Regions from separate parts of the Zea mays genome. Here region 2 is linked to region 1. Evidence: chromatin contacts called from public Hi-C data. All regions are on one chromosome and are shown on one strand. Each heading gives the region's core, a stretch centred on a gene start, on an enhancer-like site or on the middle of the called end of the contact. The rest is flanking DNA. Distances are from core to core; before and after follow the strand shown. Region 1 has its middle 46 kb from the start of LOC109942011. Region 2 has its middle 56 kb from the start of LOC100216730.

Region 1 (6,702 bases), core at 1,566-4,065:
GTACGTGAATTGCTGATCCTGGCACGTACATGGTTCGCATTCGGTTTGCCTTCTAAAACCAGGTGTGACATAGGTGGTATCAAAGCCGTGCTGACTGTAGGACCGCTAACCTAGAATAGAATGGTCGTTCTAAGGATTATAGACCCCTATTATCACCTTGACTTTGGTATCTCTTCAAAAGTTGGTCATATCGACCAAACCTATGTTCTACTATATATTATTATACCTTGCTGAAAATTTTGTTTTATTCTAATTCATCATTCATTTATGGTCTACTTGCTGGTCATATTAGTTCTGTTCTCACTCTTATGCTTACGGTGTCTTTTGTAGATGGCTCGTCTTAGACACACCGCACGAAAGTCAGTCATTCCTTTCTTGCCTTCTCGTCTCGCGGAGCGTCCGCTTCGCCGTCCAGTGACTGGTCAGTCTAGCCACTTGGAGAGGCTGCACCACCGCCTGCACGAGGAGCAGGAGCGTCGACGACAGGAGCTGGAGCAGCAGGACTCTTCTTTCTTGCTTCAGCAGGAGATAGAGTCTATGAAGAGCTGCTCCCCTGTGCTCCCGCTGGAGGCGCCCCCTGCACCACCACTGAGCGCCCCAGCCACTGGAGTAGCTGTTGGAGGAGACCCAGACGACGGAGGTGGCGACAGCAGCTCGAGCCACAACACCGACCTTTCAAAGGAGCAGGAGCTGGAAGGATGGGTTGCCCGACCCATGTCACACCCGGGTTTTAGGGGCACCAAGACCCGGGCGCGAACATAATCACCAGGTGTGCTGGGACCAAGTCTCACACATATGATGATTCATGGCACAGGATCGAATGTCACATCTTTACTAAATAACAGGAGTTCTATACAAAATAAATGAATAATTACATTATAAGGAGACAACGGTCCAGCAACCCAAAGTTGACTAGGAGACGACGGCCTAGACCTCTCACGAACACATCGCAGCATCCTCCATGCGCCTCATCCTGTGGTACCTGTTCTTGACCTGTGAGGGGGTGTGAGACAGCAAGAGTGAGCTCACATACGTTCATCGCTCAACAAGTTGTGGGGAATAATGTGCATGAACTCGCCAAAGGTGGGAGCTCATGTGAAGTGTAAGGCTTACCAAAGAGGATGGTTAGAGCTGAGCATTGCTTTTAAAGTTGGTCAAAATTTTATTAGCAATTATTAAGTATAAGTAAATACCAACCCAATTAAGTAGTAGAACAAAAGTAACAACATCACCTGCGATGCAATGCATATGGCAAATTGAATTTAGTTCCATATATTAATCATGTGAGTGTCCGAGCTGCTCATGACCGTGAGCACGACTAGTATACCAGTTTTACACTCTGCAGAGGTTGCACATCTTTACCCACAAGTCATGTTACCCATCTGCCAAGAGACGACCAATCCCATACACCTCTACCGAGGAGGTGAGACAGGGTAACACTACGAGGCCTTTACAAAGTTCCACTAGCTTCAGAAAACCAGCTACAGTTTATAGGAAGCTCCAGTGCAGGAATCCCTCGCCTAACCGCCATCGCAGCAAAATCAACCAAGGACATCCCTACACTGACCACTCCCCTACTGCCCTTGCCCCTTTCGGTTAAGGTAGTCATCCACTAGCTTTCCTAGTTAATCAGCCAAGGGCGTCCATAAACCCTTGTGGTAGCACTGTTTTCCCGGGTGGTTCTCCATGTTCCAATTAACATAATGATCTTAACATGAACAATAAATAACAACTGATAACAAAAGTATAATCATGAATAGTGTAATCTTCATACCCAAAACCACATAAAGCAATAGCAGGTACTACCCAAAAAGTTTAGTGGAGTCAAGGTATAAAGATAATCAAACTAGGGTAACCTGTTGGGTCCCATCAAAATTAACCTATGCAGATCATTATGATTAATTAGAACATGACTGGGTAAAAGAAGTGATCAAGGGCACAACTTGCCTGGGACTTGATATTCCAGGTACCAACTTGCTCTTCAGATGACACATGACCTCACTGCTAGTCGTAGCAATACAAATAAACATGGTATAGGCAAAATTAACATCACACCAAGCATAAGAATAAACTGCGTAATAATAATCTATGCGAAGCTACAAGATCGTGGGTTCGAGAATAGCTAAAATTGGAGTTATGGTTAAGGAGTTATGATTTATGGGAGATCTATGTGATTTAACTATTAAACTATATTATAAATTGATTAGTATACACCATATGAGATAATATTCTATGAATAATTAATTCAACTTTAATCTTAATTATAACTTGACTAGAGAACATATTTTAATCAAACTATAATCATGGATAGGTTAACTTCGTTTAGAGGAGTTAATCTATTAAACATAGGCTAGACAAATTTCTAAAAATAAAAGTATGGGGTGCGATAAATGTTAGTGTCATACTGTATAGATGATATTATTGTGAATCTAACGCAATTCGAACGGATCAAATCAGAGTTACGGTTAAAAAGTTACGAATTTCTATAGATTTAGCACTGGTGCACAAAAGAAATTAAGTACACAATTTTAGTTTAGGTTTCATAACAAAATAAACTTACTAGGTGATAGACAAAAAAAATTATTGCAACTAGAATGGATGAAAAAGGATTTAAAATGAATTTTCTATGAAGTATATAAGTTTTGGAATTATTTTAGCACTAGAAATTCATTTTCTAAAACCTTTTCCCTATTTTCTCGAATTACAGGACTGCGCGCAGCATTTCAGAGAAATGCAGGGTCTAATTCGAAAGACTCCCAAGGCTCAGGCTACAGCTAGGGTGGACTGCGGGTTCAATATCATAAACCTGAGGGTCTCTCACGTAAAAAGCCTGGCCGAAGGGGTACCGCGCAACCTGAACCGTCTGATGTACTACAACGGCCTTGATTTAAAACATCTAGTTCTAATCTCACTCGTCCAACACCAGATCAGCGTCTCAAATTGCTTCTTCCTTCTCCCGGCGGTCAGCCATGGTGGCTCGCGCAGTACACAGCAGAGGCCATTGCCGGCACACGCCCATCCGGTATGCTAGCATCCAAACTTAAGCGCGACTCGATGAAAATGAAACAGGAGGGGCAAACTCGGAAAGGCTATCATACCGGTAGTAGGGACGGACCCCGGTGCTGGTGCCAGCGTTTGTCCATAGCTTCGCGTGGTCGCGAATACGACCGAGGCTTCGACAACGATCTTCCCAGTTATCTAGCCGTCGTAGCTCCATGCAATCCTCTGGTGCATGCACGACTTGATCTGAGGGACCTCCTAGCTACACTCCGAGGTTAACCAATGGCATAGACACCACAACGCTTCCTCGGTGACAAACTCTATTTCTTTCTCTACCTGCTATATATCTGTTAATTCGCGCAGACCATAAGTATGATGTCCAACGCGAGGTCACGGTGGTGAATAAATATACCCAGGGGCGGATACATGGAGGAGGTAGTTACGGTGATCATGCAGTTGTTGTTGGGTTTGTTACGCTGGTGAAGGAGAAGCTGGCCAGACAGATGCTTTATTCACGGGATTAGTTCATAACGAACTCCGTGCATGGCTCTGGGAGAGTTTTCGCGAGGGGAATACACCAGGCGGATAAATCCCTGGGCCCCAGGCACTGTTGGTGGCGAGGCCGCGCGGTGTGGAGCCCCATCTCCCAGAATCAGGTTTCCACAGCCGTCTGAGGTTCATGGCACCGCCCGCTTGTTTCGGTGAGGAGGAAAGAAGAAAGGGATGACATGTGGGGACCACAATTCAGTGATTGAGCACCAGCCAAAGCCGTGAGCCACGATTGCCTAGTTGGTCCACTGAACGGCACCAGGGGAAAGCGAGAGCCCATGTGGTTCTGGGCCAGAACAAAAAAAAAAAAAACAGTCGGCCGCAGAGAGGTTTTCTTTTTTTAATCCAAAATTCAAACCTAAATGAGAGTTTTAGTTTTTTTAAATGTATAAATCAAGAAAACATCTAGCATGAATGCTTAACTTCTTTATAGTTCATCTCTTACATTAATTACATTAATCATGAACCTTTATATGCTTTAAAACGAGTAAGAACCCATGTTACACAAAGTATTATTCCCTTCTATTTTGTTATCTAAATTTTGGGTATTACAACCCATCACCCGTGACGCCGCTCGCGGGTGTCACTTTCACGATGCGCTCGACACCTTGCTATGCCGGGCACTTGACCGATGTACTTGGTCTATCGAGTATCGCTGTGTGGTCTTCCAGCACAGTCACGGGGTTTACCCGGACCGTTGGGAGGCGACCTGCTTAGTGCGCCGTCCAGAGAACAGTCTCCGGGGTGCGGAGGTCTGCTCAGAGCACTACTCTATTTCTGAGCGGGACTCAGCTGAGGCGGCCATGCAAGATGCCGCACGGTGTGCGCCTTCGCACTACTACTTAGTGCTTGGTGGGGTAGCTGATGGTCTCAACCTGAAGTATTACCCCCGCCGCCCATCTGGCAGCACAAGAGGGGTGGTTGTCTCACCTGTTGGTGAGGACAATCCTAGGTTGAGCAGCACAGTCAACCTAGCCGCTGTGCTAAACACGAAACTGGACCATGCATTAGATGAGCTGAGTAGGGCTCGTGCTGAGATCACCCAGCTGCGGGCTGAGCGCGCGGAGCATCGTCACCTGGAGGATGGCTCCCCCGCTCCCGTCGGGACTCAGCACCAATACCGCTCACCTCAGCGTGGACACCATACTTATGGTAACCCCGACTGCAGGACCAAGATAAATTTAGAACCATAGATCGTCAGCGTTAGATCTTGTAATTAATGCAAAAAAACATATATAGAAGCTATAGTCTTAGCATCAGTGTTACTCTTAGTTAGTCTTAGTTAGACAGGGTAGTTTGCTTATCATGTGCCTTTATGTTTGTCATGATGAACTATGCTGGATTTGGATCTTTGTAATGACTGTCGCTAGGGTGTGGGTATCCCCTGCACTTTGGTTTACCTGTTAAATGTTAATAGAATTAGTTACCTAGTTGGGAAGCCCTTTTGTTCTACTTTCCTCTTTATCTGAGAGTGTTTGCCTGTGTTGGAAGTCAGTGAAGATGTTCATCTATTCAGTGTTGTGGAAGGATTCTATACTCTTTTCTTATGCTGCAAGGTTTGCAAATCAGTTCTGATGTGGGATTGCATTCTGCAGATGTCAGACAACATGCACAGAGGAGGAAGGCGTGCTCAGCAGGAGCAGGCAGCCCCGCAGGAAGAGGCACCCCATCAGCAGCTGCCACCACCGCCCCCGATGACCATCGAGCAGATGTTCTTAATGCAGACTCAGGCAGTTCAAGCCATTGGTCAGACTCTGGCCGCCATTCAGCAGCAGCAGCAACCACCACCTCAGCCTTAGATGCCTTAGATGCCCAGAGACAAGCGTGCTGAATTCATGAGAGGTCATCCCCCAGTTTTCGCTCACTCTTCTGACCCCATGGATGTTGAAGATTGGCTATGCACTATGGAGCGGGAGTTGCACACCGCCCATTGCGACGGTAGGGAGAAAGTTTTGTATGGTCCCCGTCTGTTGAGAGGAGCAGCCCAGTCTTGGTGGGAGTCTTATCTCGCCACCCATGCCAACCCCGATACCATCACCTGGGAAGAATTTAGAGATAGATTCCGTCAGTACCATGTTCCAGCAGGCCTGATGACAGTGAAGAAGGAGGAGTTCCTGGCGCTCAAGCAAGGACCTATGTCCGTTAGTGAGTACTGAGACAAGTTTTTGCAGCTATCCCGCTATGCTCCTGAGGTGTCAACACAGACGCCAAGAGGCAGTATCGCTTCTTGAGAGGCTTAGTTGATCCTCTGCAGTATTAGCTGATTAATCATACCTTCCCCACATTTCAGCACCTGATCGACAGAGCGATCATGACGGAGAAGAAGCGCAAGGAGATGGAGGATCGCAAGTGCAAGATTGGTGGACTCAACCTAAAAGCAGCAATCGCCCTCGTTTCTCAGGCAACCCACCTCAGCAGTTCAGACAGAACCAGCGCCCACCTCAACAACAGCAGTTTCAGAGGCAGTACCCCCAGCACTAGCAGCAGAATCGTCAGAACAACCAGTCAGGAGGAGGTCAGTTCTAGAAACAGAATCAGCAGGAACCTCATCTTCCCGCCCTAGCAACCAACCAGAACAGTCAAGCAGCCCTAGTCCAAGGCAGAAGTAGAGCATGTTTCCACTGTGGAGAGCAAGGCCATTGGGTGATGCAATGTTCAAATAAGGCAGCCCAGCAGCAGTCAGGCCCTAGTGCCCCAACAAAGCAGAATGTGCCCCAGCCTGGAGCAGGCAACCGCTCCCAGCCACACTATAACCATGGGAGACTAAACCACTTGGAAGCTGAAGCAGTTCAGGAAACCCACGGTATGACAGTAGGTATGTTTCCAGTCGACTCCCATATTGCAGAAGTGTTATTTGATACTGGAGCAACACATTCATTTATTACTGCATCATGGGTAGAAGCACATAACCTACCAATAACTACCATGTCAACCCCCATCCAAATTGACTCAGCCGGTGGTAGAATTCGAGTCGATAGCATTTGCTTGAATGTAAGTGTGGAAATAAGGGGGATAGCGTTTCCCGCTAATCTCATAGTAATGGGTACTCAGTGAATAGATGTCATCCTAGGGATGAATTGGCTAGATAAGTACTGTTGGGGACCATAATTAGGGGTACCCTCAAGGCTCCTAATTCTCAGCTGGTAACCCCCA
Region 2 (6,862 bases), core at 3,579-6,078, 230 kb after region 1:
GGTGGTTGGGGTTATAAATACCCCCAACCACCCCACATTCAAGTCATCCAAGTTTTCAACCTTCCAACCACTTACAAGAGCTAGGCATTCAATACAAGACACACCCAAGTGATCAAATCCTCTCCCAATTCCACAAAAGCATTAGTGACTAGTGAGAGTGATTTGTCGTGTTCTTTTGAGCTCTTGCGCTTGGATCGCTTTCTTCTTTCTCATTCTTTCTTGTGATCAAACACTCACTTGTAACCAAGGCAAGAGACACCAATTGTGTGGTGGTCCTTGTGGGAAAGTTTTGTTCCCGGTTGATTTGAGAAAAGAAAGCTCACTTGGTCCGAGGGACCGTTTGAGAGAGGGAAGGGGTTGAAAAAGACCCGGCCTTTGTGGCCTCCTCAACGGGGAGTAGGTTTGCGAGAACCGAACCTCGGTAAAACAAATCCACGTGTCACACTTCTTATTTGCTTGTGATTTGTTTTTCACCCTCTCTCGCGAACTTGATTATATTTCTAACGCTAACCCGGCTTGTAGTTGTGATTGACTTTGTAAATTTCAGTTTCGCCCTATTCACCCCCCCCCCCCTCTAGGCGACTTTCACTGCGCCCTATGCCTATAAATAGGTGAACAGTATCCCTGTACTGTTCACGCAATCTTGTAATCGCTTACACGCGACACCTGGATTATTGCCTTTTGCCAAGACAAAGGTATAAATGTGATTAAATGTTATGTTTTGATATTGAATTTATATAATGAAATATATGAATAAGTTTATGTGTTTTGACATATTATTCCTTTATGTCGTATATTTTATATTACATCTTTTATCATCTTACAATTCTGATTACGAAGGTATATGACCTTCGTAATCTTTGCTCATGACCTTCGTCCGAAGTGCATTGTGTCCCTGGGGAGATAATGCTTTAATGGACAAAGGTCATTAACATTTAACATTTTATGTTGCCTTGTTCTTAATTCGAAGCATTTGAGAACAAGTCCCCAACACTCACCATGGATCAAAATGTACCAAATTCAAATATTAGTGTAAAGAAATATATTTTTATTTATCTATTTCATTTTACCTCATTTGTTTAGTATTTTCTCCTCTTTACTTTCATTTCACAATTGAACTCAATTCTTTGTTGATATTTTGCACTTCAGATTAATCATGATATAGTAGAATCCATTTATTCTAATCAATTTATTTGTTTGATAGATGTTTGAAATATGAGATACACTCATATTGTCTTCTTTCTTTTTAGAAAAATTGTATTTTGAATATGGGGTAAGAAGTAAAAGTTGCTTCAAAATTAGATATTCATGTAAATAAATGCTTATGGTGCATTGTTTAATGTATGCATAATTATTTAGTTGAATAGAACACTTTTCTATTACTTCTTTTCTAAAAAAAATCTTGGTTTTCAAAATTCAGTCCTCAATTTCAACACTCAAGGATAATTTGAGATATCTGAATTTACTATTTTATTTCTTCATATATTTATTTTATTATTTATATTTTTTATATAAGGATTTTGGGCCTTACACGCAGTCTTCTTCATACTTCCTAACCATCTTCTGCTCGTATGTCTCCTGTAATACAATATGAAGGTTCAACACACATGTAATTTATAGCTATATGGCAAGAAAACATTAATCCTAACAACAACTAAGCATACGCTCAACGGCCGCTTGACTACATAGCTCATCGGAGATTTCACTGTTTTTCGCTCTATGCCCTCTCCTATAAACATCGATCGGGCTCGGGACAACTCCAGTTTGAGCCTCCTGCAAATATATGAATTTAAACCGGTTTCATTTCTAAGTAAAACAGAATACTACATACTCACCATTCGCTTCGCCAACCGAATGTGTCCATCAGCCCCATAGGTATGGTTGACTACGACCTCATCATCATCCCCGTCCTGCTGATGGCGCTGCCTATGTCGATTCCTGTTTGACTTCTCAATCCACTCTGGCGAAGCCCATATCTCACACAAAGCCTTGTAAGCCTGTGGCCGATGTTCCATCCATGGAAGAGTTACCTGCATCTAAAGCGTTAGCTCAAAATTACATTCACGTCTGAATGAGCAGCTAAATTAGATTTTTACCTCCATATACTGGTCTACAGTCAAGTAGACATCCGAATATTGTCGAAAGTTGTTGATAGAATGCCCTCGGCACTTCATGTACACGTCCACAACCTGTAGGCGAGCATTGGAAAATGCATCCCTGCACACCTTCTTCGCATTTTTCTCTAATACTCGGTCTGCATGCTCTTGAGCCTCAGGTTCCACACGATAGCGTCTCTGTCCAATATCGAAAATAAATTTAGTTTGAAACAAATCATAAAATGTTAGTTTGAAACATTACTCTTACCTAAAAGTCGTGCTTGACGGCGCCTTGAGCTGTTCCATATGTAGCATGTGGAGCTAGTGCGAAGTGCGACCAGCTAGTGCAAGGAACCACCACACCTTTCGGGTCAGTGACAATTCCTGGATTATGTAGACGACAGAGGTTACCTAAGACTTGATTAACCTGTCTATGGTGACCTCGACCGTCGAAAGACGTGTCATCCCATTGGCTGCATGACAAAAAACAAGGAAGTCATGACAAAAAACCAAACCATATCGTGAAAACATTATTCAACTTCGTCAAGGTTATCGGTCCTATATGTATAGGCAAGGATAGGTTCTAAACCTACAGCAAGCTAGCAGGAACCAAAAAAATTCGGCACCATAACCTCGCTGCCACTAAACAATATATTACTTATATATAAAACAAAGAATGATATACTATTAATCAAATCAAACTAAGTAGCACATACACTAATAATGCAACTATTATACGTACCAATATAATGTACTATTAAAACTAATAATATAATAGTACCACATATTAATATGAAATTAATGCCTAAATACAATATACCCCTAATCCCTACACCACAACCACTAATACATTAATGAAATCGAACTAAACAATAGTACTAATCACACACACTAATCAAACAAACACAATTACAAATATATACTAATTTCGGCGGCAAGTAAATAACGGCCGCCAAAAATATGGAATAAAAACGCAAAAATACCTTTCGATGGGGAAGAGCTTGGCGACGACGGCTGAGTGGTTGCACGAGGAGGGCTTGGCCGCGGCCGGTCGATGGAAGCTTAGAACGGTGGCGGCTCGGGGCGACGCTGGCGGCGGCGGGCTCGGGCGGCCGGCGCTGGGCGGGGGCGGGCGGGCGACGCTAGGGGCGCTGGGCGGCGTGGGGGCAGCCGAGGAGCGGCGGCACGAGAGCTGGGCGGCCCGGGGAGCGGCGACGCGGGTGCTGCGCGCGGCAGGCGGCGGCCGGTCGCGTGAGACAGAGAAGAAGGAAGAAACGGAGAAAGAAGGATTTGGTCGGCCATTTTAAAAGCTTAATTTTCGGCGGCCAGAGCTTGACCACCGAAAATAAGCTGCTATTTTCGGCGGCTGACACTGGCCGCCGAAAATAAGCTTGGTCGCCGAAAATGGTGCACAGTGTTGTTGTGAAACTTGTTAGCTGACCTACCAGGTGTGGCCTCACCAGCAGATAGAAAGGATAGGATGTGTGGGTGGCCACCATAACCATGAAGACCTACACACGCCGAGGGAGTGAGTTAGGAGATGACGCGTGCCAGCCACCGAGGAGGCAGGGCCATGAGCCCATGACACGACCTCTCCACGGGCTCAATCTGGAGCAGAGAAACCCCACCTTCTGAGTTCAAAATCCGTGCTCCCTCTACGAGATCTTCTCGAATTGCACCGCTGGGACGGTTTGGATGACATCAAGCGAGCCTTAACACGGCCAGACAATCAAAATCTCCCTTTACCAGTGCGGATTCGACAATCTGCCTGTCATGGCAGCGGGGAAGAGAGAGACGGAGGCAGCGCGTCGGCCGTGGGGCGGCGGCAGGGGAGGGGCAGGAGAGAGGGGTGGCGAATAGGTAGGGGAAGGAGATTAGAGTCGTAGATAGTAGAGAGAGAAAGGGAGGATGTGTGTGTGTTCTATGAGCTGTCCATCCGTCTATTCCTTCGGGTGAGGCAGAAAGTTGCGGGTTGATTTCAAACAAATAAAAGTGGTTCCTTATAAAAGTATGGCGCGAGACGACTGTTAAAACTGGTGATTATATAGTAAAGAAAACATATAGACTAAAAGTGAACTAAAAACATGGAGACTTTTTCCATAAAAAAATCATGTGCGCCTTTTAAACTAAATTAATTTACATTTACCAACTAATGAGCTACGGGCTATTTGGGTTGAGAAGTAACAATCAGTTCAGGTTTAGTCCACCGTACCTGTTTAGATACCTGAGTCTAAAACTTAGATAACTACTCCCTTCGTTCTTAAATAAATCAATATCTAAAACACGTGCAAGTTAAACAATCTTAATTTTGAACTAACTGTATATGAGAAATTTTGGTCATCTAGATTTAAGTTTAGTAGCAAACTAGTGGATTAATTGATGACTAGTCTGATGCATTGTCAGACTTGTGAGCTGAGCTCTTTCTGTCGGCTCGGTCGTGGACCATACACTGGCACAGGTCTTGGACCACGCCTGTTCAGCGCTACAGTACAGTACTACTGTCTCTTCCTTTTCTCTCTTATCCAACCACGCATAGCGCAGGAGTGGATAGATAAGCGTTGCACCAGTACTGTACTGGCATGTGGAGTGGAGGAGTAGATAAGCAAGCAGCACGAGGGCCAGCCTTGACTTCTCTCTCTCTCCCCTTCCCTTCCCCTGCCATTAGAGGGAGTTGCGGGTGGTAGCCTGGTGGTAGGGGTGGTACTGGTACCCGGCGGGGCGGGCGCAGCAGTGGCGGTCGCGGTGGCGACGAGGAGGGAGAGGATGGCTGCGCTGCGTGCATGTGGGGGTAGACGCGGACACGTTTCGAGCTCCCGCTGGCGCGCGCGTCGCTTTCTCGGCGCAGAGCCCGTTTCGTCCCGTCGTCCGCATCCGTCTCGTCTCGTACGTTGCTGCCAACCTTGTCCGGCGACCCGTCCTTGCCTCCAGAACACGGTCCGGGACGGGATATTTCAGCGGGACAGACAGGTACGTCCAGCTCAGCAGGCAGGCAGGCTTTGGTGGACCGGCATGTGCGTGCCTCGTATCGTCGTTAATAACAGCTCCAAAAAGAAGAAGGAAAAAACGAAAGTTCAAACACGTAAATGTTACGTACATAGTTATTACTATTTAATTAACTAACTATGGCTACTGCCATGCTAGCTATGGCTAGTATATATACAACCTTGTGACGTGTCATGCTACTATAGCCACAGGCACAGTTGTCCTTTAGGTAACGACGTTACTAGAGGGCAGGCGGGGACGCGTGCACGTTTGATTCAGACATCGTCGTCGTCGACTCGTTGTCACGTATACTCACCTGACCGATTCTTTGTAAGACGCTTTAGAATGTCGTTGATTATAGCACGTGTGGGTTATATTTATTGTTATATTGGTTTGGATTGCTCTTCAGTCTTCACGTACACATGCATGTCTCGTCTCGTCTGATATCGCATTCATTTTCGTTATTACGTTCTGTGGTGCCTAAGATCGATTTGAATACCAATTCGTGTCGGGAAAAAAATTGATGGTGAGTAGATCATCTAATCTAATGGGAGGTGTAGGTAGATATACCTTCGTTTTTGTTGCTCATGGGGGCATCGATGGCGGCCGCATCTCGCATAGTAGACCTGTTGCCTCCTCCACCACCTTCCTGCGTGTTCTGGTGAGGTTAATGTCTCGTCGGATGGCAAGACCAACATCTTTATTATTAAACTGAATAATCCACTGTCTACGTTTTTGTTTTTGTTCCAAATTTGTGTGCCAATATTTAGAGCTCGTTTAGATTCAACTCATTAAATTTTAGTTCCATCACATCGGATATTTAAATACTAGTTTAAGTATTAAATATAGTCTAACTATAAAACTAATTATACATATAAGGAGTAAATGGTAAGACGAATATGTTAAGCCTAATTAGATACTGCATAAACATTTGTTAATTATGGATTACCACTGTTATCCTAAACGGTCATTTAAACGCTCGTTTAAACGCCGTTTAAATGCTACTAAGTAGATAACTGTTTAGGTCGTTTATGCCGTTTAATCTGTTTAATCCCGTATAATCTGTTTTTTATTTTTCTGGCAATGTGCGTGAGAGGAAGACACGGGAATAAATTCCAACTAAAATATAGTATAGAATTAGGTTTAATAAATTTGTTTCGTCGTTTAATCGTTATCTATGTAATTATTTTTGTAATTAGACTATATTTAATACTCATAATTAGTATTCGAACTTCTGACGTGATAAGTACTAAATTTTAGTCAACCTGTTAGCCTATGGAAAAGATGCGGACTGTTGATGGTCTTCTACCTTACAATTCAGAAATGATTGCGCGCGCTTTGTTTATCACAGTCTACCACCCTTTCAAGTCTGTTTTACGTCCATTTTTTGTTCAGAATACGTAGCTTCTTATGTAGAAACAGATTTCTCGCTCACGATCCGTGCCAACAACATTCATCATGAGCCTTCAGCCGTGCACAGCTAGCACCACCTGACCTGACCTGGATTAGGGCCTCCTTGGCCTTCAAATCTTTTATCCTGGCATGAGTAAGTTGGTTGGTGTAGGCGTCATAGCCCGGACCGGTGCTGATTTATCTAGATTTTGCAGCCTAAAACTAAAAGCCTACTGTACTATATATAATATTATTCATGAACCAACAAACAAGTCATGCAAATGTTGTCCATCCAAATCCAAATGGTAAGCAATCCAATTGACAACTACTTCCAATCCTCCATGAACTGTTTCTGGTCCAAATATAGATGTCGTCCAAAAGGGGAAAAAAAG

The links. A called contact is a pair of places that touch in the nucleus more often than the background predicts.
Region 2: a Hi-C map of ear shows a contact between it and region 1, with 2.1 times the contacts expected there. The contact joins two enhancer-like sites. A contact is called at or near these places in 2 of 25 Hi-C or Micro-C datasets (ear and leaf mesophyll).

The regions. Positions count from the first base shown.
Region 1 is chr8:108,518,851-108,525,552 of Zm-B73-REFERENCE-NAM-5.0, forward strand. No RefSeq gene overlaps it. Among protein-coding and RNA genes, the nearest start is that of LOC109942011, 46 kb to the left of the region's middle. Within about 2 kb of position 2,816, at least 17 of the 20 cell types and tissues checked have an H3K27ac peak or open chromatin away from gene starts, as enhancers often do. A contact at or near this core is called in ear and leaf mesophyll, where this site is marked.
Region 2 is chr8:108,750,348-108,757,209 of Zm-B73-REFERENCE-NAM-5.0, forward strand. No RefSeq gene overlaps it. Among protein-coding and RNA genes, the nearest start is that of LOC100216730, 56 kb to the right of the region's middle. Within about 2 kb of position 4,829, at least 18 of the 20 cell types and tissues checked have an H3K27ac peak or open chromatin away from gene starts, as enhancers often do. A contact at or near this core is called in ear and leaf mesophyll, where this site is marked.